Regions from separate parts of the Mus musculus genome. Here region 2 is linked to region 1. Evidence: chromatin contacts called from public Micro-C data. All regions are on one chromosome and are shown on one strand. Each heading gives the region's core, a stretch centred on a gene start, on an enhancer-like site or on the middle of the called end of the contact. The rest is flanking DNA. Distances are from core to core; before and after follow the strand shown.

Region 1 (6,667 bases), core at 1,175-3,674:
CTCTGAATATTTTTGCTGAGTTTTAGCTTGGAAGGCCTGTCAAAGGATGTAAGTGAGATATTAACATTTTCTACTTTTATCCCTTTTGGTGTTTATTTTTAAGAAATGAATTAGGAACATAACTTAGTACGTAATATTTATAATTTTTATGTCTTGTTGGTGAGTTGTTCCCTTATTAAAATGTTGCAATCTTGCTGTGGCCGGGAAATCAGGCAAGCTAACTGCAGATCTTCTCGTCCCGCTCCTTTTCTCCAAATCCAGGCCTACGGTTTCATCCCTAGCTCAGTAGCAGACTACCAGACTATCCTTTCCTCACTCTCTGCCACTGTATCACAGTGACTAAAAAGATCCCTTGCTTTCTTCTTTTCTGTGGACCCCCAGTCTTCCTCTCCAAGCCCATCTCATTCCTCAGCATCAGCTTCCAATACCTAAGAACACTTTGTACCAAGAACCCTGGGATACTATGAAAAGATCAATTCTAAGAATAATAGAAATATAGAAATGAGAAGTCAAAGGTACATAAAATGTTTTCAAAAGATCATAGGAAGAAAACTAGAGGAGAAGATGCTCTCGTTGAACTCTGAATATTTCTGCTGAGGTTTAGTGTGGAAAGCCTACCAATGGATGAATGCACAAGGACAAGAAGCATGAAGAACAGAAAGACTGGGCCAGAAAAGAAATGACCCTCAGCATATAATAACTAAAACACTAAATGGATAGAACAAAGGGATACTGTTAGAACCTGCAAGGGAAAAGACAAAGTAACACAGACAGATCTTTTATAATAGGACTTGCTTCTTGATGGTACTCTAAAAGCACAAAGGGAACAGACAGATATTCTATGGACTCTTAAGAGACCCTAGATGCCACACAAAACTACTACACCCAGTGTACTGAATAGTTATATGTCAACTTGACACAAGTTAAAGTGATCTGAGAGGAGAGTACCCCAGTTAAGAAAATGCTTCTGAAATAACGTGCAATCATGAAGAGCTGAGTTCTAATCCCAACACTTGCATAAAATCTAAGAGTAGCTACATACACCTGCAACTCTAGGCCAAGTCAGGTAGGACAATGGGACCTGCTGGCCACCACCTTAGCACCAGGTCCATTGAGAGACCTCATTTCAAGGGAATGAGGATGGACTGAAAATGCTAGACGGGGACACCCTACGATATCCTCCTCTGGCCTTTGTAATATCAGATCCCCTTCCCAAGGCTCAGGAAAAATGACAGAGAGGGTACAAGCAGATTTTAAGACACAGAGGTCTGGAAGGACTGAGGTAAAACAGTATCTTCTGCATATAACCAAACTTGCTCTCATGACCTCACAGCACCTGTGGATGCCTGCAAGAGATTCACTAAGGATCAAGCCAGTCAACATTCTAGTATGGATTTGGAAAAGGTTTGTGAATCACTCCTAAATTAGAAGCTAAGGATGACAGCTTTTGGAGGAGGGAAAGTCAATTTTCTTTAAGGATATGGCTCCTGATAGGTTGACCATTTTCCAGTGGTTGGCCCCATATCCATAAATTCATGAACAACACAAATTGGTGATAGGGAATTATTAAATTAGAAAAAAAGAAAAAAGGGAACTTGAATTTGAGTGAAGAAGGGGCATTGAGTGTAGATCTCAGAGAAGTTAAAAGAAAGGATTTGTGGTGAACATGGTCAAAGCCTACTGGACAATAGTCTCAGAGAATCAATAAAAATAGTTTAAAAAGAAAAATAGGGCAAAAAGAAAAGAGGAGCAAAATATGCGAAATCGGGATGTATGAATCTGAAATTAGTAGGAAATCTAAAACAAAGAAAAATCAATGCATATAAATTAGAGAGGAGCAAAGTATAATAATAAAATAGATGAAGAGGGGAAGCTTCACTTCGACTGCTATCTGGTACCTATTCACTTCCCAAGAGACCCTGAGTAGGAAGAAAAGTATCCTCACATAGTCAGGAATGACAATACTCTAAACTTCAGCATGTTGACGAAGGTTCACTCATTTCCCACATTTGATATGACAGAATGGAACACAAAGCCTTAAAAAATGTAGAGATACAAACAGGAAGAGATATAAAGAAGTGAGTGATTGCTCATATAGGAGTTATGAAACTTTGACCGAACAGACATGGAAATATTTCCAAGACACATTTTTGCAGTGATTCAAATGTCAGGGTCATATGATGTAAGCTTTGGAAACAGTACACTGATTTATTTGGGGAAAAGAATCAGAAATGCAAGCTGTAATTTATAATAGCATTCTTAATGGAAGCCAAAAATAAATACCATTTACATATTATATTGGGAATAAAGTATCTGCTGCAGACAACAGCTTTTTGTGTTCAAAAAATACTGCAGTGTTAGAATGCACTACATAACCTAATGAACTCATTTGAAATCAGCACAAAGCAACACCCAAAACTCGGGGAAAAATGAATCATAGGGTGGCTGAAATAAGACAGCAGTGCAGATGCATTCTTGATCCTTTGACCACATAGATCTCTCAAAAAAAAAAAAAAAAACAGAGTCAGGGAGACAAACAGCAGCTTGCAAGACTGGCAGAATAAACAGCTACAGCCACTCCACTGATTTCTTCTCCAGGTGGCTCTCTTTGTTGTGTAGATTTATGTCCTCAGAATCAAAAGACGTGATGGGGACATGGAAGTAAGAGATTCTTTTGGAATGCATGGTAGTTTCCAGCAGCATTGTAATCTCTCCCTTAGTCAGAAATTATTTAAGGCTTCCACGTATTGGGCAAAAGAATAACAATTTCAAAATACTCTAGTGGGACTTTGATGGTCATATTACAAAGTGGGAAGCAGCAGCATACTTGAGAGCTGTCATTTTGATAAAGATACTGCAAATGGCGAAGAAAAAAGAAGTAGCAATGATTCATTTAAATGTTCTAATATTCCTGTATGTTAGTGACACAAAGTCAAGACAAGCCATATGAAAAACTTAGAAGAAGGGATGAGGGGTCCAAAACCAGATGAATTACCTCAAGTTTTTACAGTCTCAAAGAATGCATAGAACGCTGTTGACCATAAACAAAACTCCTCAAGGACTCTGTCTTCATTAGATTTTTACTGCTGTGAACAGACACCATGACAGGCAACTCTTATAAAGAACAACATTTCATTGGGGCTGGCTTACAGGTTCATAGATTCAGTCCATTATCATCAAGGTGGGAACATGGCAGCATCCAGGCAGGTATGGGGCAGGGAGAACTGAGAGTTCTACATCTTGTTCAGAAGATAGAAGACTGTCTTCTAGGCAGCTAGGAGGAGGGTCTCAAAGCCCACTCCCACAATGACAAACTTCCTCCAACAAAGCCACACCTACTCTAACAAGGCTATTCCTCCTAAAAATACTGCTCCCTGGTTCAAGCATATTCAAACCACCACAAAGACACTTTAGATTAAAGTTGAATATGAAGCTCAGCTGTACAATCTTTAATAATTGTGATAGCTTAAATATACTCATTGAATGCTCTAAGCTTCAATTTCCACATTAGGAAATGAGGATAATATGATCTTTCAGAGATTCAAGGATTTAATGTCACATTTTTTTCTGTGACAGTATAATTGTTTACATGGGTCTCATGTTTCTATCAACAGCTATGTCTTTAGATTCCCCCCACAAGCTAACATAACACAACCTTTATCACTTACCTGTCGTGTAGCCTTGAGCTCATTATTTACCTGCACTGTCAATTTTATCACTTATAAATATAAAATTTAAATAAGACACACCTCAAAGGGAGGAGTGTTGAAAGGATGCATGCATTCATATGAGTAACACATTGAAGGAAGAGAATATTTGGTAGGAATTAGAAAAACAGTAAATGTCAACTCAATTGTTAGCATTTTTCTCCTATGTTCTTCCATCTCCTTTATCTTCTTCATCTTCTTGTCACTGTGCTGATGACCATATTTCAGGCACTCTGTTAGGGAATATCTTGTTAGGGCATGGAAACCTTTTTGCTCGGTGTATCAATACCAAGTATACACACATTTACCAAATGCCAGTTCCCATGAACAGAATCCTTGGTTTGTAAAGGAAAAGAACTCAACCTGTGATGGTTTGTATATGCTCAGCCCAGGAATTGGCACTATGAGAAGGTGTGGCCCTGTTGGAGTAGGTGTGTCACTGTGGGTGTGGGCATTAAGACCCTCATTCTAGCTGCCTGGAAGCTAGTATCTACTAGCAGCCTTCAGATAAACATGTAAAAATGTCAGCTCCTCTTGCTTTATACCTATCTAGAAGCTGCCATGCTCCTGCCTTGATGATACTGGACTGTAACTCTGAGCCTGTAAGTCAGCCCCAATTAAATATCGTCCTTTATAAGACTTGACATGGTGATGCTGTCTGTTCATAGCAGTAAAACCCAAACAAAGTCACAACCCAAACTATCTTTAGTCAGAAGGAGATTCTTTTGGTAAGTCAAATGACCAGCCTAGTTACAAATCTGTGTGAACACACTCCGAGTTGATCAAGACATTTGTCTTCCCAAATTCCTACCCACACTTCATCTAGAGCATGGACTCCATCCTCTCTTTTGGCAAACAGCTTCCTCTGTGAGGCATAGATTAGCCACATGGAACTTTTAGATTTGTTGTTTATTTGTTTACTTGGCTTCTTTTGTTTCTTTTGTCTTCCGATGCCTTGCTACTCGGGGATGCAAAGATTAGTTTGCTGGTGGGTAAGAGATGTACGACAGTCTAGTGACTCTCACTCCAGTTGAGAGCTGGTGATGTAAATGATCCAAGAATAAGAAAATGAACCTGTTGGTCAAGCCAAGACTCAAGCATTGACCTTCAGTCTTATAAGCTAAATAAATATTATTTTATGCTATTTTATTATGATCATAAAAATTTAATAGTCTCATTTAGGCATTACTTAAGTCATACCTGTATGAGTGTTATGTCCTCATGGTTGATCACCCTATACTCTGCCAAGCTTGTATCATTGTTTTTCATAGACACTGGTTGAAATACCTGCCAAGTTGCTTGTGTTCTCCATCTGGTCCTTCTGCTCCATTTAAGAATATGATGCTAAATATTGAAACAAACACTCTGCCATAAGCAGGCTTGTGTGCTTAGTGACTTGGCAGGCTGCTACAAGCAATATGCCTGGAATGTCGAAGAATTCTTAGAAACTTGTCAGCTTGACCAAACATGGTCAAAATCAAACTTATAACAACCAGGAACTAACAAAATAAGACTGTGAATAATTCTTTAATAGTTACATAAACCATCACAGACCTTGAATAAGAGATTTTTTTAATTATAATAATTGAAATTCTTATTCTTTAACATCTTATTGGCCATTTTGTTTCCAGATAGCATTGATATTGCAAAAATACACGTCACTTGTGCATATGCATGCATGTGTGTATACATGTGTATTGTGTGTGTCTGTGTGTGTGTGTGTGTGTGTGTGTGTGTGTGTGTGTGTGTGGTATATACATATATAAGGAGGGAGCATGCATTCACAGAGTCCAGAGTAGGATTCTGAGGGTCTGAATCCGCCACTCTCTTATTTCCCAGACTCAAGGTCTCTCCGGAATCTGGAGTTATCCTGGAGCAGCAAACAAGCAGGGACAATCTTATCTCCATCCCTCACAGAGCTGGGGTCACAAGCACGTAGCTGTGACTTTTAAGATGGATCCTGAGATCCAACCTCAGGTCCTCCTGCTTACCCAGCAAGAGCTCTTACCCATTAAGCCATGTCTACAACTCCCAAAATACCCTTAATCAGGAAGTTGTAAAAAATGATCATCATGCTTTTCCTGACTGGAGATTTTATATCCAAAGAAAACACATTTGAAACAAACTTACAGCTTCTTTTTTTATTTTCATTTTTTCAGTAAAAATCAAGGTAAAACTTCAGGGTTTGAAGCTAATGTTAGCATGGGGTAACAAAGATCTCAAGAGACTGTACCAGGAAAGTGCCCTTCACAGTCAGACTAGGAGTATGCTGCAGCCTTCCCCGCATAAAGGTGACATAAATAAAGGATAGAAATCTGGCAATCCAGCAACAACACATCTTTATCTTTCTGGCAGTTCTTCCAGATCTCCATTTTGGGGAGCCTGAACTGATTAGGATAATGTTGGAATCACTTAGCTGCTTATTTGGGGCTGGCTTTGCTAAAGCTAAAGCTGTCAGCCAAGGAAGTTTGAGGAAAGCGCAGTAATACTTGGCTGGCTCCAGAACTGGAGGTGGTGGTCCTGTAGAGGTAGAGACATTGTCTTTCATGCTGTGTTCCACAATGTTAACCAGAAAGGGATGTGGTGGTCCTGTAGAGGTAGAAACATTGTCTTTCATACATTCCACAATGTTAACATTCCTTCTCATCCCTTTCCTCCTTTGAGTCAGAAGACTGACCCAGCTCTAGCAAACTATAGATAAGCCTTCTGCCTTCTACTTTTCCCATATCATCTAATCATAAGCTTTGGCATTGTGGGTGGAAGGGTGCTTAGAAAAGTCCTCACACTAAGGTATCAATGGCAGAAATAGCCAAACTGAACACCCTTAATGCCTGCATTTGTTTTACCATTCTAAGTGAGAAGAATTGATTTTGGCACTTCAGATATCCATGAATCATAAGCACAATTCATATATTTTAAGAATTATCAATTCATACATTATGTTTTCTTCTGCATACACC
Region 2 (6,667 bases), core at 3,050-5,549, 100 kb before region 1:
AAAGCTACTTCAGTCTTTGTTCCAGGGAAGAAAGAAAAACTGCTGGGAGTTGTTGTTGTTGTTGTGTCAGCTATATATACTATTATTTGCTCATCTGTGTTAGCTCATCTACATTGAAACCAAGCCTGCCAGAATCTCCTGTTTGCTTCCCATTCCTTTAAGTCAAAAAGAGGTGCTCCAGGTGACATTGGAAGGTGAAACCCAAGCACTGTCCCTTCATACGGGGAGGCCAGCTCAGGACACCAGGCACCACTTCAACCTAGGCCTGTTGTCTCTATGAGGCTGGCTCCGCTGAAATGGGGCGCGGGTCACAGGAGGAACTGTTCCTCCCACTGGATCCTCCTGTAACTTCTCTGAATCCTGGGCCAATGTGGCCTGCTCTGTAGCATCACCTTTAAGTCACCAGGTATACTGATGAGCTATTTACATCCCAACTCACACTTCGTGTCATTTAATTTGTCCCAGCCATGCTCTGAATGTTCTTCTTTCTCTGCCAGCCATGTTGACTTCAGGCCCAGAACCTAGTATAGAAAAACAAGTTGATATAACAATCTACTCCACAATGTATAAAATCAAACCAAACGAACATGACTTCCTTCTTATCACTCCTAGTGACTATTTCTCTCACTCAAAACTGACTAATATATGAATTTCCACATTTACTAGATGATCAAATTTAATAAATTATATAATAACCTATTTCATATTATCTATTGAAATATAGCTTAATAGAAGACAAAACTCTATAATTAATGCTTTAAATTTTTATTTCTATCCAGTAAACATTGCTTAAATTTTTGTCAATAGTGGTAAGATATCAATATATAAAATTACTGAAAAATATAAAATTAAGATACTACAATAGAGTTCAAGACATGCCCACTATCTCATGTTGAATACATGTTGACTACAGGCTAGTGAAATCAGAACAGAGCTAATTAAGTTACTTATAAATGTTTTCCCTTAATTTTATCCACACTAGCTACTGATATAATGCTTAACACATACAAAATTTGATTTTTTAACTGGTTCCTTAACCAACAGGAGATAAAATATTTTAAGTGTAAAAAAGAAGGCAGGGGGCGAGGGAAACACTGAAAATTTCTGAAATATCTTACAAGACTAACAGAGATGGAACTCTGGCATGTATTCTATGATTCCCTGCTTTCATTTCTGATGTATATAGCCTAATGTGATGAGGTAATGGTAAATCTAATACTGAGTCACCTGATGTCACTTAACAACCCAAATTACAAGAGACACTTGATGCTATGGCAGAATGCAAAGCTGAAAGGCGCACAGATCACCTGCAATCCAGTTTTTTTTTTTTAATGAATATTGACCCATAACAAGGCTTCAAAGGGTACTCATTAAAGGAAAGTTGTGCAAAGACTGAAGTGTGTTGCTGATGTGCACCTATAAAGCAGCTACAGAAACACCTGGCAAACACAGAAGTGGATGCTCACAGTCAGCTATTGGATGGAACACAGGGCCCCCAATCAAGGAGCTAGAGAAAGTACCCAAGGAGCTGAAGGGGTCTGTAACCCTATAGGAGAAATATGAACAGCAATATGAACTAACCAGTACCTCCTGAGCTCATGTCTCTAGCTGCATATGTAGCAGAAGATGGCCTAATCAGCCATCATTGGGAGGAGAGGCCCTTGGTCTTGCAAAGATTATATGCCCCAATACAGGAGAACACCAGGGCCAGGAAGCAGGAGTGGGTGGGTTGGGGAGCAGGGCGGGGGGAAGGTATAAGGGATTTTCAGGATAGCATTTGAATTGTAAATGAAGAAAATATCTTAAAAATATCTTTAAAATTGTTTAAAATATATTAAAGTAAAGAGGAATCTATGGCAAAATTATTCATCAAAGTCCTATTTGTGACTAATACTTTATTCAAATGATTATAGAAAATTTGGAGAGTTTCTTTTCCATTAGGTGGTATAAAGTCTAGACTAGTAAACTCCAAGCTAGAATCTAACTTTTCGTAAGGTAAGAGAGTCTCTAAATAATGTCAGTTACAAATTTATCTTACAGATAGTTGAGAACATGTACCCCAGTTATACCCCATACTAGAAGACAGATTACAAAGTACATCTGACTTTATAAAAAGCTGAGATTATCACAGTAAATTTGCAAGAAGGCAGTTAAATATATAAGTCATTAAAACTAATGACATTTCAAACCGTAAAAATATAACAGGTATTGGTAACAAAATAAGGAAAGCAATAGAATTGAAAAACTCAAGATTTAGCTTAAGAACAAATGAAAGTAAAAAGACTGCTTTAAATATATTCCCAGAGAAAATAATAAATACAAGAAACAGAAATGTAGAATTTATTACCCCATTTCTACCCATTACTGCAGACTGAGTCTTTTCCCAGTCTATGAGATATTCCGGAAATTGTAATAAATTCCATTTATTGCTTAACTTGTTTCAGTCGGTCTTCTGACCCTTGAAATAAAAGTAATTATCATTAGTAAAATCTATTTATCTCTCTGGATAGAAGTGTTGATTCCAGAGACATTTAAGCTTTGCCAGATACTATCATGTCCAAAAAGTTTAAGACTGTAAATAGTTTTCTAAAAACACTAGTCTGTTCCACATAAAGAAATTAATATTATTCTTTTAATAACCAAAATATGTGTTTTTAGTATGCATTGGCAGAGAAGCATCCACATATAATTACTCAGAATCTACCTCCTAAGGTCTCTTATGGGTCCCCCAGAGTTTTATCCAACCAAACCAAGCAGAGAATAAAAGGGTGGAAAAAAATCATGAAAAGTTTAATGGGGCAAACCTAGAAAAGGTCAGTCCTTGCTCTCCCAATGGATATGACTCAGGGACAATGGTGCATGGAACTAGAAGCAGGTCTGGGCAAGAGTCTCACTGGGAAGCCATGCAGACACCAACCACAAGATTCCCGATGACATCTCTTGACTCAGAAAAGAGAATAGCCATTTTTGGCAGAGATCCATATATTTCACAACAAAAACTACTTTGTCTTTTGTGAAGTTGATATACTGAATATAAGTTGTAACTGAATATTAAATAAATTCTAGCATTTCAAGAATTTATGAAAGATGTATATGCATCAGCATTTGAGATATTAATAATCTTTGATTAGTTATTGGTAGCTGTATCCTCAGTAACCTATGCCAAGTTTTTTAAGAACCTAGAAATTGAAAGTCCTAAACTTGAACCTTAAAAAAAAAGAACCCGAAGATGTGTTTGGTGGTAAACAATTGTAACACCAGCACTAGAATCTGAAACAGGAGTTACCATGAATTTGAGACCAGCATGTATTGCATAGCATGTACCAAATTCTGTCTATAAATAAACTAATTAATCAGTAAGTGGATAAATAACACCCATCCCTGAACATCTCATTTATTCATGCAAATCTTTGCTTTGACACTCAGATAAATGCAGATACCATACATACAATGGAACCTGGATAAAAAATTAATGAGTCTTTTCTGCATAAAGGTGTTTCTGTTCTCTTGACTAAAGGAGATAAGTACAATTAGGAGTTATGAATATCCTGAAGATCAAAAATTCACTTCAAGCTAATGCCTAAGCACACCTCCAGAAGCTGTGGGAACAGATGGCTTCCACATGATAAAATCAGATTCCAGCTATCTGCTCTTTCACAAAAAACAAGATGCTCTTTCTATATGTGATTTAGCAACAATTATCAATATGAACATATCTTCATTACAAATATCCATGTGGTAACAAAACAATAAATATGAGTATTATCATTTCCTTAAATAAAATGCACTAAAAATGCCAACATTCTAAAGTAGAATTACATCGAATATAAAATTGATGCCTTGGCTGTATGAACACAAATATAAATATAAAAAGGTAAAAACAGCTATGACACAACCTTTCTTTCTGTTTTTCTTTTTCTTTTTTGTGAAACAAGGCTTCTCTGTATAGTTCTTGCTGTCCTGGAACTCACTCTGTAGACCAGGCTGGCTGCAAACTCAGAGATCCCTGTCTCTGCCCCTTGAGCACTGAGATTGAAGATCTGTGTCAGCATGACCTTTATAACTGACACTATGCTTATTAATGGATTTGTTGAGGAGCTGCACTCAGGAGTAGGGCTGTTTGGTGATCAATGACATCAACTGAAGACAAGTGTGTGCCAGTTACTGTGCTAAGTGCTTTAAACTTCATACCATTATTATTGACAATTCACAATCAAGGAGGCTGTTATATATGTTGCCCAAGATGACCTTACCAGGAAGCAGAGGAATGGAGAACTACGCACAGCTCTGTCTGATGTGGACTCTGACCTCCTTGTGTTGCACAAGCTTCCTCTAATATCAGTGCTTCCTGCTCCAGAGAAAGCACAGACTTAACGAGAGAATTTTATTACAAACACAACAAGCCAACTAGTACAAAAATAGAAAACAAGGTTACAAATACATCTAGATATTTTCATATTAATTTCCCTACTGGGTATTTTTAAATGATAGCTCTGAAATGCAGAATACTACTTTCCTTCCCTGTGACACACTTAAGACTGTGGTGCTGGGTGGTATGTGCATTGGCAGCGCAGAGAAGGAGCGGGCCAGCACCTTTTCCTAGGCGCCCTGAGCTGTGGCACTGCCCCTTCGGTTGTTACATGAGTCTTTTACGACACAGTGTTCTCACTGAGTATCTTTGTTCATTCCTAATAAGCCAGTTTCCTTGTCTTCAGCTGTGTAATTCACTATATACAGTTTCCTCACTGGTTCCAGAAACAAAGTAAACAATCTCATGAAGTGTTGTTCTCTGAGCACACGATTAAAATGATTGTCAAAACATAAGCTTCTGTCCTTGAAGTAATGGTTTCTATTAATCTATTTTCTTTTAACGCGTTTTATTGGTTATCCTGTTGGCATACAAAAATAATTTTTCCTTAAGATATTTTCATGCCTGTGCCTCACTGAACTTTTCTTATGCCTGTGCCTATAACCCTCCCTAAAATAAGAGCAATGGGAAGAAAAAGGAAACAGAGTGAAACCCGGAGCCTTACTTCTCCCCATCTGTTTTACGGTGGAAAGATGGAAAAAATGAAACAAACAAGACGTCATGCTGACAGCAGAGGACAATAGCAAGCGAGGTCCCATAACCCGGGCTGAGGTGATCATGAGGGGCATGCTTGTAGAAACCTGTACTCCGAGGACCGTGTGCTTGCAGCATACCATGTGACATGGGTTAATGACGAAGCAAGCTAGCTAGGCAGAAACTTCAGGAAGGAGTAAAGATGGAGGACAGCTTGCTCAGCAGTGATGACAGAAATACTAATCTACGTCAGATGGGAGAACAGACAGAAGACACTGAATTCACTGAAAGAATTCTCAGGCATCACACCTTCAATGAGGGAAGATGGTAGATTAATTTTTAAACTTTTCATTGACAAGGGAAAGGTGTAAGAGCCAAAGGTAGTCATTGAGAGAATGTGTGAGAAAACTACCAAGTAAAGCAAACATTAAACTTTGTAAGAATAATGAGAATTCACAATATAAGAAAGAACAAAGTAAATCAATAGTGAAATGGGTGCTTTTATTCTAAATTTTGATATGAAATTAGACACTTAAAAACAATTTTAAACGAAAGTGCTGTTAAAAAGAAATAAGGCCCAACTTGAGGCTCATCCTGTGGAAGAGAGCCAACCCCCTGACATTATTAATGATGCTCTGTTAGGCTTGCATTCAGGAACCTAGCATAGCTGTCTCCTGGGATGCTTCATTCAGCAGCAGATGCAGAGACCCATAGCCAAACATCAGGCAGAGATGAGAATCTTGGAAGAGCTGGAGGTAGAACTGAGCAAGCCCAAGGGTCGAAGACACCACATGAAGCCCCTTGGCCCATGAGGGCTCACAGAGACTGAACCACCAACCAAATAGCATGTACAGATGGACCTAGCCCCACCCCCACCCCCACATTAGCAGCAGACATGCAGCTTTGTCTTCATGTGGGTCCCCTAACGATTGAAGCAGGGACTGTCTCTGACTCTGTTGCCTGCCCGTGGATCCCCTTCTCCTACCTGGACTTCCCGGTTGGGCCTCAGTGGGAGAGGAGATACTTGGTCCTGCTGAGACTAAGTGTCCCTGGTTGGAGTGGTACCCAGATGGTTGGAGCTTCCCCCTTCTTTGAAGAGCAGGGAAGAGGTAATGGGGCAAAGATTTTCAGGGGCAGGAGGGAAAGGTGATGTGATTGTGATTTAATGTTAAAAAAATAATAATTATGGAGAAAAAAAAACTGTGTAGCACAAACACCTATTTATCATTTTATCGTTTTTAACATGATAGCCAAATGTACAGCCAAGAATACACTCACACATCTACAAACAGAAGAAAATCAAAAATTAAGAATGATGACACAAATGAATACCTTTTCACAGTTACATATAACACATTCACATATTCTACCAATGAACAACTATAAATGTCTAAAAATGTAACTTGTTAATACTTGCTGCTTTGTTTTCCCAGACAACTGGGCATCAAAAATGTCACTTGATCCAGGCTTGAGTTCTTGAGAGAACCAAAGACATAATGGGCTTTAAAACACCTTCTCCTGTTGGCATCATGAATGCTTCCTGGCTGATTCTGTTGGACAACAGAGACAAAGCAAGCCCTGTAATTACATCCCAACTTGATCTAA

The links. Hi-C and Micro-C count contacts between places; a contact is called where the count stands out from the background.
Region 2: a Micro-C map of macrophages shows a contact between it and region 1, with 4 times the contacts expected there. The contact joins two enhancer-like sites. A contact is called at or near these places in 4 of 484 Hi-C or Micro-C datasets (adipose-derived mesenchymal stem cells, cortical neurons, embryonic fibroblasts and 1 more).

Annotation. Positions count from the first base shown.
Region 1 is chr14:106,048,833-106,055,499 of GRCm38.p6, reverse strand. No RefSeq gene overlaps it. Among named protein-coding and RNA genes, the nearest start is that of Trim52, 54 kb to the left of the region's middle. Within about 2 kb of position 2,424, at least 31 of the 459 cell types and tissues checked have an H3K27ac peak or open chromatin away from gene starts, as enhancers often do. A contact at or near this core is called in macrophages, where this site is marked.
Region 2 is chr14:106,153,008-106,159,674 of GRCm38.p6, reverse strand. No RefSeq gene overlaps it. Among named protein-coding and RNA genes, the nearest start is that of Trim52, 50 kb to the right of the region's middle. Within about 2 kb of position 4,299, at least 34 of the 459 cell types and tissues checked have an H3K27ac peak or open chromatin away from gene starts, as enhancers often do. A contact at or near this core is called in macrophages, where this site is marked.